2 separate regions of the Pan troglodytes genome follow, and region 1 is linked to region 2. The links are chromatin contacts, called in public HiChIP or PLAC-seq maps. All regions are on one chromosome and are shown on one strand. Each heading gives the region's core, a stretch centred on a gene start, on an enhancer-like site or on the middle of the called end of the contact. The rest is flanking DNA. Distances are from core to core; before and after follow the strand shown. Region 1 holds the start of PRIM2 (DNA primase subunit 2). Region 2 holds the start of BEND6 (BEN domain containing 6).

Evidence for each region. HiChIP or PLAC-seq counts read pairs in DNA pulled down with a chosen protein or histone mark.
Region 1: an H3K4me3 HiChIP or PLAC-seq map of stem cell-derived excitatory neurons shows a contact between it and region 2, with 5 times the contacts expected there. The contact joins the promoter of PRIM2 here to the promoter of BEND6 in region 2. A contact is called at or near these places in 1 of 7 Hi-C or Micro-C datasets (stem cell-derived neural progenitor cells) and 1 of 1 datasets of contacts at active chromatin or transcription factors (stem cell-derived excitatory neurons).

The regions. Positions count from the first base shown.
Region 1 is chr5:63,181,852-63,185,836 of NHGRI_mPanTro3-v2.0_pri, reverse strand. PRIM2 (DNA primase subunit 2) reads right to left here and starts at 2,386. Exons shown (of 14, transcript XM_054686809.2): 1 at 1,661-2,386; 2 at 762-924. The coding sequence starts at 915.
Region 2 is chr5:62,819,530-62,823,405 of NHGRI_mPanTro3-v2.0_pri, reverse strand. BEND6 (BEN domain containing 6) reads right to left here and starts at 1,474. Exons shown (of 7, transcript XM_009451498.4): 1 at 1,121-1,474. DST (dystonin) reads left to right here and starts at 1,777. Exons shown (of 98, transcript XM_063812480.1): 1 at 1,777-2,174; 2 at 2,762-2,796. The coding sequence starts at 1,994.

The sequences.
Region 1 (3,985 bases), core at 1,137-3,636, 360 kb before region 2:
GAACATAAACTCTGAAGACAACGCTAGTGTTTCTGTTTCAATTCATGTCTAGCCCATTCTTTTCTCTAGCAACACACTGAGGATTAAGTAGGCCCCCAGGACGGTGGCCACATCCTTCTTACACCCCAATATCATATCATTAGCATGGCACAAAATGCCCTCCATACTTCTCCATCCACCCTGAATTCCTGAACTTGTTACTGTTAGCTCAAATATGAAATTCTCTTTCATGCTCCAAGCCTTTGCATAGGCCATTATCTCAGCTTGGAAAAACTCTTCACTTCTTCTCTGCTGGAAAATTTCTACTCATTCTTCAGTATGTCCAGATCACATTTCAACTTCTCTAAGAAGCTCATTTAATAAGACTAAGTCAGTCACTCCCACTTCTTTGTTTCAACAGCACTACCATTTACTTCTACTAGAGCAGTTAAAATACTGAATTATGACTATTATTTTGGATGTCTGTCTCCATGTACTAGAATAAAACTTCAACAAAAAATAACATTATTCATCTCAAAATCCCTGCCACCTAGAACATAATGGCACTCAATAATATGCATTGTACAATAAATAAATGAATGAGTACCAAACCCTCAACAAATATTTGTTGAATGGATTGCTGAATGAAGGATATGAATTACCTCAATAAATACTTGTTGAATGGATTGCTGAATGAAGGAAATGAATTACCTTCATTCATTCTCACAAAGGGTAAGTGAGCTTCTCAAGAATATATACATTCTAATTTAAATAGTACTTACATTTAACTCTATCAATAGCCAAGTTTTCAAATTCTATTAAAGATATGTTTTCAGAAGGTGGCTGCAAGTAAAACTGAAGGCAATGAGGGTAGGAAGCATTCCTCTGGTCACCTGCCAACCTCAGCTTCCTCCACTTTCTTCCAGAAAACTCCATCTTGGTCACCTTAGAAGGAAGTACACAAAAAGCGTAAAATGATGGAAAACAAAGTTGGGGAAAAAAAAAAGAAAAAACACGAAAAAATAATTCCACAAACACAGAAAAAAAATGGATTTGAGGGCATGCACAAAATGTTAGCAGTGGCAATTCCTGGGTGATGTCCTTCTCTCGTTTCCAGATTTTCTACAATACACCTATAATAATTTTGTAATGGGGGTGGGAGAGGCGCTAGAGCAGATGCAGGTGGTGATCCTAATTTTCAGCAACATGAAAGTCAGGTGATGTTGCCTGCTCATTATAGGCCTGTGTGTCACTGTTCTTGGATCTTTACGATCCCAAGAGTTAACATAAGGTTTTAGGTGGTCTGCAATCCTGAACTTAGAGGAAAGTGCTGTAGGTTCTGGCTAAATGAGGGTCTTACTTGATGGACTGGGTCCAGTTACTCACTTCCTCTGTTATGACTCTGGGAAACAGAGCAACTGTCTTTCGGAACTCCTTTTCGGGAGCATCCACAAGTGCCTTACAAAAGTTCCATCCCCAACACCCCTCCTCACTCCACTGGCAAACCTATCTCTCCCCAACTCCTCCCTGGTACCTGGGTGTCTGCCCCAAACAACCAACCCGCCAAGTCTGTCCTTCTGCTACTGCTGCCTGCAAAGTGATCCATCTCTCCTTTCTCTCGACTTGCAAGCCTTAATAACAGGATTGCTCTCTGTCCTAAATTCGCGGAAGTTTCCCTTACCTGCAAGAATTCAAACTCGGGAAAACACAAACGGTGGCAGCCACTGTTCCCGGGTGGCGGGAGAGTTCATATGAAACCGGAAGCGGAAGCGACTAGCACAGAAGGCCAGCCCTGCCCCACCTCCCCTTGGCGGGTAGCAGGGGGTTTGGCCTGAGGCTCTGGGCATGCTCAGTGGAGCGCGTCTGGGAATTCAAGGTGTTCCATCCACCTTGGCAGCTTTAAAGTGTTTGGATGTCAGTGTTTGGGGGATTTTTTTCCCAAATTTTAAGATGCATTTCCTGTATGTGGAGTCGGTAGCTTTAACGGTTGAAACTGGGGTGCTGAATGCTAGTGGCGAGAACTCCCACACCCCGAAAATTGAACCAATGTAACTTCGTTTGGGGACACTAACAAATATTCCCTATATTGAGGAAAATATGGCGCTTTAACCCGCAGGGCTGGCACTCATCACTTTCAATCTGGGGAGGAATGAGGAAAAAAGGCATTAGGATCTTTTTTGCACCTAGCTCACTATTAGGGGCTCTTTTTTTTCCCCTCGTTTAATCTTTCAGCGACCTATAAGGTCCTATAAGATCGTATTACCCCCATTTGGCAGATGACAAAACAAGTTACAAGATCCTCGTTAGTTTGCCCGTCTACATACAATACATATTTTGAATTTCGTATTGGGCGGCAAGCCCCTACTGGCAGGTTCCACGTTCAATTCGCTCCCCGCTCTCCGGCAATGCCTCGCACAGAGGAAGCGCGCAGCTGAATTATCTGTGGAATGAACTAGAATGAATGAAAGAAGGCACATTCGCAGGAATGGCTCTGCAATCTACAGGAATTAGAAGAACCCAGCCTCGGAGGGAAGGTAGGGTGGAAGAAGATGAAGCACTGGAGATTACGCGGACCTGCCGCTTACTCTCCAGATGTCCGACTGCAGACTCACAAGCGGGGCGTCAGAGCCACCACACCAGTTCTCCGCTGTCTGTAAGATTTTCGAGAACTGGAAATTAACTTCACTCGTGGCCTCTAGGAGGCGTGCCTCGCTTACAAATGTGCTGGAATGAGGCTCCGGTATAGGTAGTCCTTAGGAGATCAAATGAATGCTTTGAAATGATCACGTTTTTAGAAATGCAAAGTACATTGAAACAATATCAAGGTTCAAAGCATCTACCCAGCCTGGACTAAACTGTGGCTGGCACTGACTTTATATCAGGACCTGTTCTAAGTGGTTTACATATCAACTCATTTTATTATCATAACCACATAAGATAGGTTATTCCCCCCCGACCCACCACCAATACCCGAGACAGAGTTTTGTTCTGTCGCCCAGGCTGGAGTGCAGTGGAGCGATCTTGGCTCACTGCAACCTCCGCCTCCGGGATTCAAGCGATTCTCCTGCCTCAGCCTCCCAAATAGCTGGGATTACAGGCGCCTGGGTAATTTTTGTATTTTTAGTAAAGACGGGGTTTCACCATGTTGGCAAGCTGGTCTCGAACTCCTGACCTCGAGATCCGCCCACCTCGGCCTCCCAAAGGTTATTATATTAAACGTATTTTCTAGATACGGAAACTGAAGAACAGAGAAGTTAAATGAAGTCAAAAGGACACAAAATGTCAGAGCCATGTTCAAACCCAGAGAAACTCTCTAGGCCCCACTGTGCTAACGATCTCACTACACCAATTCCAGTAATATGACAGCAGAGCTTCACCTCATTTCTTCCTCTCTGTATTAAATACATAATACAAATACGTAATACAAATACATCACGTGGTCCAAAGAAGACACCTGAAAGCATATAAACTGCCTGAAAAAACCTGCAGCACAGACCATAAGAATATTTACATGAATATCTTATCTCTGGATAGCAAACAAATTTAAATATTATAAATTACAAAGAAAAAAGATATAAAGACTTGACCATAAAAAATATAAAATTATGCATGTAAAAAATTCACAGAAGTATTTTGCACTCATCAAACTAGAGAAAGGTCTACCAAAAGTATAACATCGAAAAGGTTAATGCCATCAGGATACAAAGAAGTTAACTCATTAGGAAAAAAATCCTAAGACACAAACAGAAAAATAGGACAAGAAGAAGAACAGGTAACTCATAGAAAAAATAACTAATGTTAAATATGAAAAATGTTTTTATCACTAGTAGCAAAGAAATTTTCTCCTGCAAAATTGTCAAGGATTTTATAATGAAACTACTCAGTGTTGCCACCTGTTTTGCTCCTCATTTAAACCCCTGAGGCTCTTCATGACTCCCATATGGTGTAGTTCTTTAAATAATTATAGCCCTCTACTACAGAAGTTCTTTATCTTTTGGAAGATCAA
Region 2 (3,876 bases), core at 225-2,724:
AATATGTCAACAATTCGAATGTTTATTTTGTTTAAGGAAACCAGCTGTAAACAAAACGTATCTGTTGTTTTCCATGCTTATGAATCTGGCACTAAGAGACTGCATTAACCAATGCCTTTTTAGGTTTAATACTTACACACGGTAATATGTTACTGGCTTTAAGGACATCAATGATTAAGCTTTTATGCAGAGCTGTACGGTTTTGTATAGCTGGAAAACAACACTGATTTTGAGATCACTACAAGCAAATAAAACTTTTATTCCTCCCAATTATTTACCTGCTTTTCAAATTTTTATAAATTTTTATGACACAATTTCCTCAGTCTATTAAATATTCCAAAAAAGAGGCTAATACAGTCGTTATAAGAAACTCCGCAAATGCAGTTAAGTGTTACCTTGTCACTATAATTAAAGTTTTCTTATGCGAGTAAATGAAACAAACAATCCAGCCCCACACAGGGAAAGCCAGCATTGCCTTGGGGGCAGCAGAACGCGGCACAGCACCGCCCGCCAAGGCCGCAAGATGCCGCAGACTGACTGCTGCAGCAGCCGCTTCCTGGCCAGGTGGCCGTGGCCGTCCGCAGAAAGGCACACTGCAGCGCTCTCGCTATACCTTCCGTGCTGGCATTGCATCAGTGTTAAATCCCCTGGCCACCAACTGCCATATACTTTTTGCTGGTTATGAAAAAACGTGGGGAGGGGACAAAGGGGAGACAGAGTGTGCCTGCAAGTGTGAGAGATCACTATTGCCTCACACTCCCTAAAAAATTTCTCCCCCAAATGTTTATAAGCCAAGTACCAACTTACTTCATCTGCCAGGTCCCTAAATCTGAAATCGCCTTGCCCTTCAAATGCACTAAATGCGTCAGGGTTTTAGGGCAAACCCAGGGATACAAGAAGATCGAAAGTGCCCAATTCTTAGCTGCGAGATAAGCACCAAGTTTGGGGTGGAAGAGTTCACCTCTGCCGACCAGAGCGTACTACCCCGGAGCGCTCCTAGTTTAGAGAGGCTTGGAGAGGAGTGGGCCTCCCGTTCCTGGAGTATCCCAATTCCCAGGGAAGGCCCTTCCCGGCGCTCGCGCTTCAGAGTGCGAGGAACCCCCCACAAGCAATAGCTCACCCGGCTGCATCCTTCAAAGCCCCAACCTCGGGGCGGGGCGCAGGGAGGTGGGAGGTGGAGGGTAGCACCGCCGGGAGGCTCCTGTCAGCGCCTCACGGTTTTCCCCCTGGCTCCTTGGCGCCCCCTGACGACGGGCTCCGCAGCAATTTGGCCGAGGGAGGCTGGATAGGCGGAAGCTCCGGGTGTCCGGGAAGCTAGAGGCACCCGGCCAATGCACCCGCGGACGGCGCGGACTGGCGGGCGGCCCCGCGGGAGGGCGCTGGGCTCTCAGGCCCGGGTGCAGCCCGCGGCCGCCGCCGAAACCGCCGCAGCCATGTCCGCGCGCCCGCGCTGCCGCAGCCTGGCCGTGATGTCATCAGCCGAGCCCCCGCCGCGGCGCCCCATTCCCGCCCCCCGCAGGCTGCCGCGGCTGCAGCCTGAGCGCCGCGTCCCCGCCCCGACCCACGTGCGCCCGGCTTCTGGGATGCTGAGGTCGGCGGCGGCCGCAGGACGATGCGCGGGGCCCGGGCGGCCGCGGCGGCGGCGCTGCTCCTCCCCACTCGCCGCGTCCCCGGCGGGGCTGCGCCCGGGGGCTGCGCACGGACGGGGGCGGGGGCGCCTGGGGAGGGAGGGGAGAGGATCCCAGCCGCCGAGTCGCAGCCTCGTCGCTGTCTGCTGAGTCATGGCAAGCGCTCCCCGCAGCCCTGGATCACTCGCGTAGCGCGGCTGGAGCGGGGTGCGCAGCCATTGGGCTGGGCGCGGGGCCGCGAGCGCCAGGCATGACGCGCTGAGCCGCGCTCACCCGTGCCCGCCGTCCCGGCGTGCGCCCAGCGCGGGTGCCTGTGCCGCCGCCCTCCAGCCCCGCCGTCGAGTCGCCCTCGCCTCGCCCGCACCATGATCGCCGCGGCTTTCCTCGTCTTGCTGAGACCCTACAGCATCCAATGTGCCCTCTTCCTCTTGTTGCTTCTGCTGGGCACCATCGCCACCATCGTCTTCTTCTGCTGCTGGCACCGCAAGCTCCAGAAAGGGAGGCATCCGATGAAATCGGTCTTCTCGGGTCGTTCAAGAAGCCGAGGTAAGACACGCCGCGACGGGTTTCTGCGGGCTACCAGGAACAATTAAGCCGATTTGGAGAGTGAAGCGCGGCTCGCTGCCTTCTCCTCGGCTGCCCCTAGCCCCATCATTGCCCACTCCCCAGGCTGAGTGCGTTTCTTTAACGCCCCTTGCCCTTTTTGCCCTCACCTCCGCCCTCCAGTCTCCCAGGTTTGAATAACCACGGCGATGCCGAGGGCAGGGAGGGGAGGAAAGAACTCAAATTTTTAGTCAGTTTGCTAAAGCCTTAAGGGTAATTTGAGCGTAGTCCGGGGCTGCGCCAGCCTCGCCTTCACGCATCCTTCGCTGGAGCGTAGGGGTAAGAAAGTAAGGCATGGAAAGTTCGGGGCTCCCCAACTCCCCCAGAACTTTCATGCAAACTTCTCGCGGAGAAATCACGTAGAGACCGATGGCCCCAGGACTCCTCCTCCCTCCCCCAGGATGTCCCACCGAATTCCAGGCGTCTGCGATGTGCTTTCTCGACCCTGGTCTCCCAGGTAAGTCATGAGTCACTCGGTAGGTGAAGAACAAGGAGTTAAATGAAGTCTCATTTCTCTCTTTTCTCCCCAGATGCTGTTTTGAGATCGCACCACTTTCGTTCTGAGGTAATTTATTTAGCGCGCACGCTCAAGGTCAGAAGAAGTTCTCTTTCCTGAGTACCAATATTAATTATATGCGTGTTAAGAAACCAGTAGGACACTGAATGACGAACATGCTGTCCCCTAGCCGAAAGTGGCATGTTTCCTTTTAAGTGATTTCATATTAGTGCCCAGCGAACGGTTTTAGCAAATTTCTTGTGTAGTGGAGCTGTTGTACAAGAGGGGAAAAGGCAAACCCTAAAAGTGCTGCAGACCTTAAAAAACTTAGCCACAGGGTGGATGTCACTTGAGTTTACAGTTTGTATTTTGCTGGTGGAAGTGTTTTCTGGGTGCTGTCAGTTGACTCTGGTTGTTCACTTGGATAAACGAAGAGGTTAGTGCAGAACAATTTGATCCATATGCATTTCATTTTCGATTTTCAAGTTTACATTTCTGTTTTCTCATAAAGCTCTCCATGTTTTATTGGGGACCATCTGATGATTTTTGCAAAGCGTTGATGGTAGTGTGTGCTTAAATGCTTGTGCTAGTCTCCACTCTCAAAACGTGGACCATCCCTCTAGGGCAATTAACTCCTAATCACTGCACCCAGGAACCAGCTCCACTGAAGAAACACAAGCGCTCCCTGACCTAGGATTTCTTTAGGAGTTTTCAGGCCAACCTCCACTTATCCTAAGATAATTTCCCCTCTTTTTAGGAAATTTGCACGCCGCCAGGCTTGGAGGTTGCTGCTTGGTGCAGTTTACTCATGTTGGCAAAGACTTCATAGTTAAACGCCCTCCATTTACCTGAAGTTATCTTGCCTTTCATTTCATTAGTTAATCAGATATTTTATGCCACCCTAGATGTTTTATTGGGTTCTAGTTGCTTAAAAACTTTAACTGTATTATTGCAATATCATTAAAATGTTGCACAAAGAGTAATTCTACTGTATATAGCCCTGGAAGGTGAGAACTCTATTCAGTTTAGGATTCTTGAGAGGATAAGTTAACCAGTCAGGTAATCAGAGGTTCCATTCCTGGCTTTACATTAACTAGCTGTGTGATACATCTCGGTGCCTCGATTTACCCATCTGTAAGATAGGGCCAT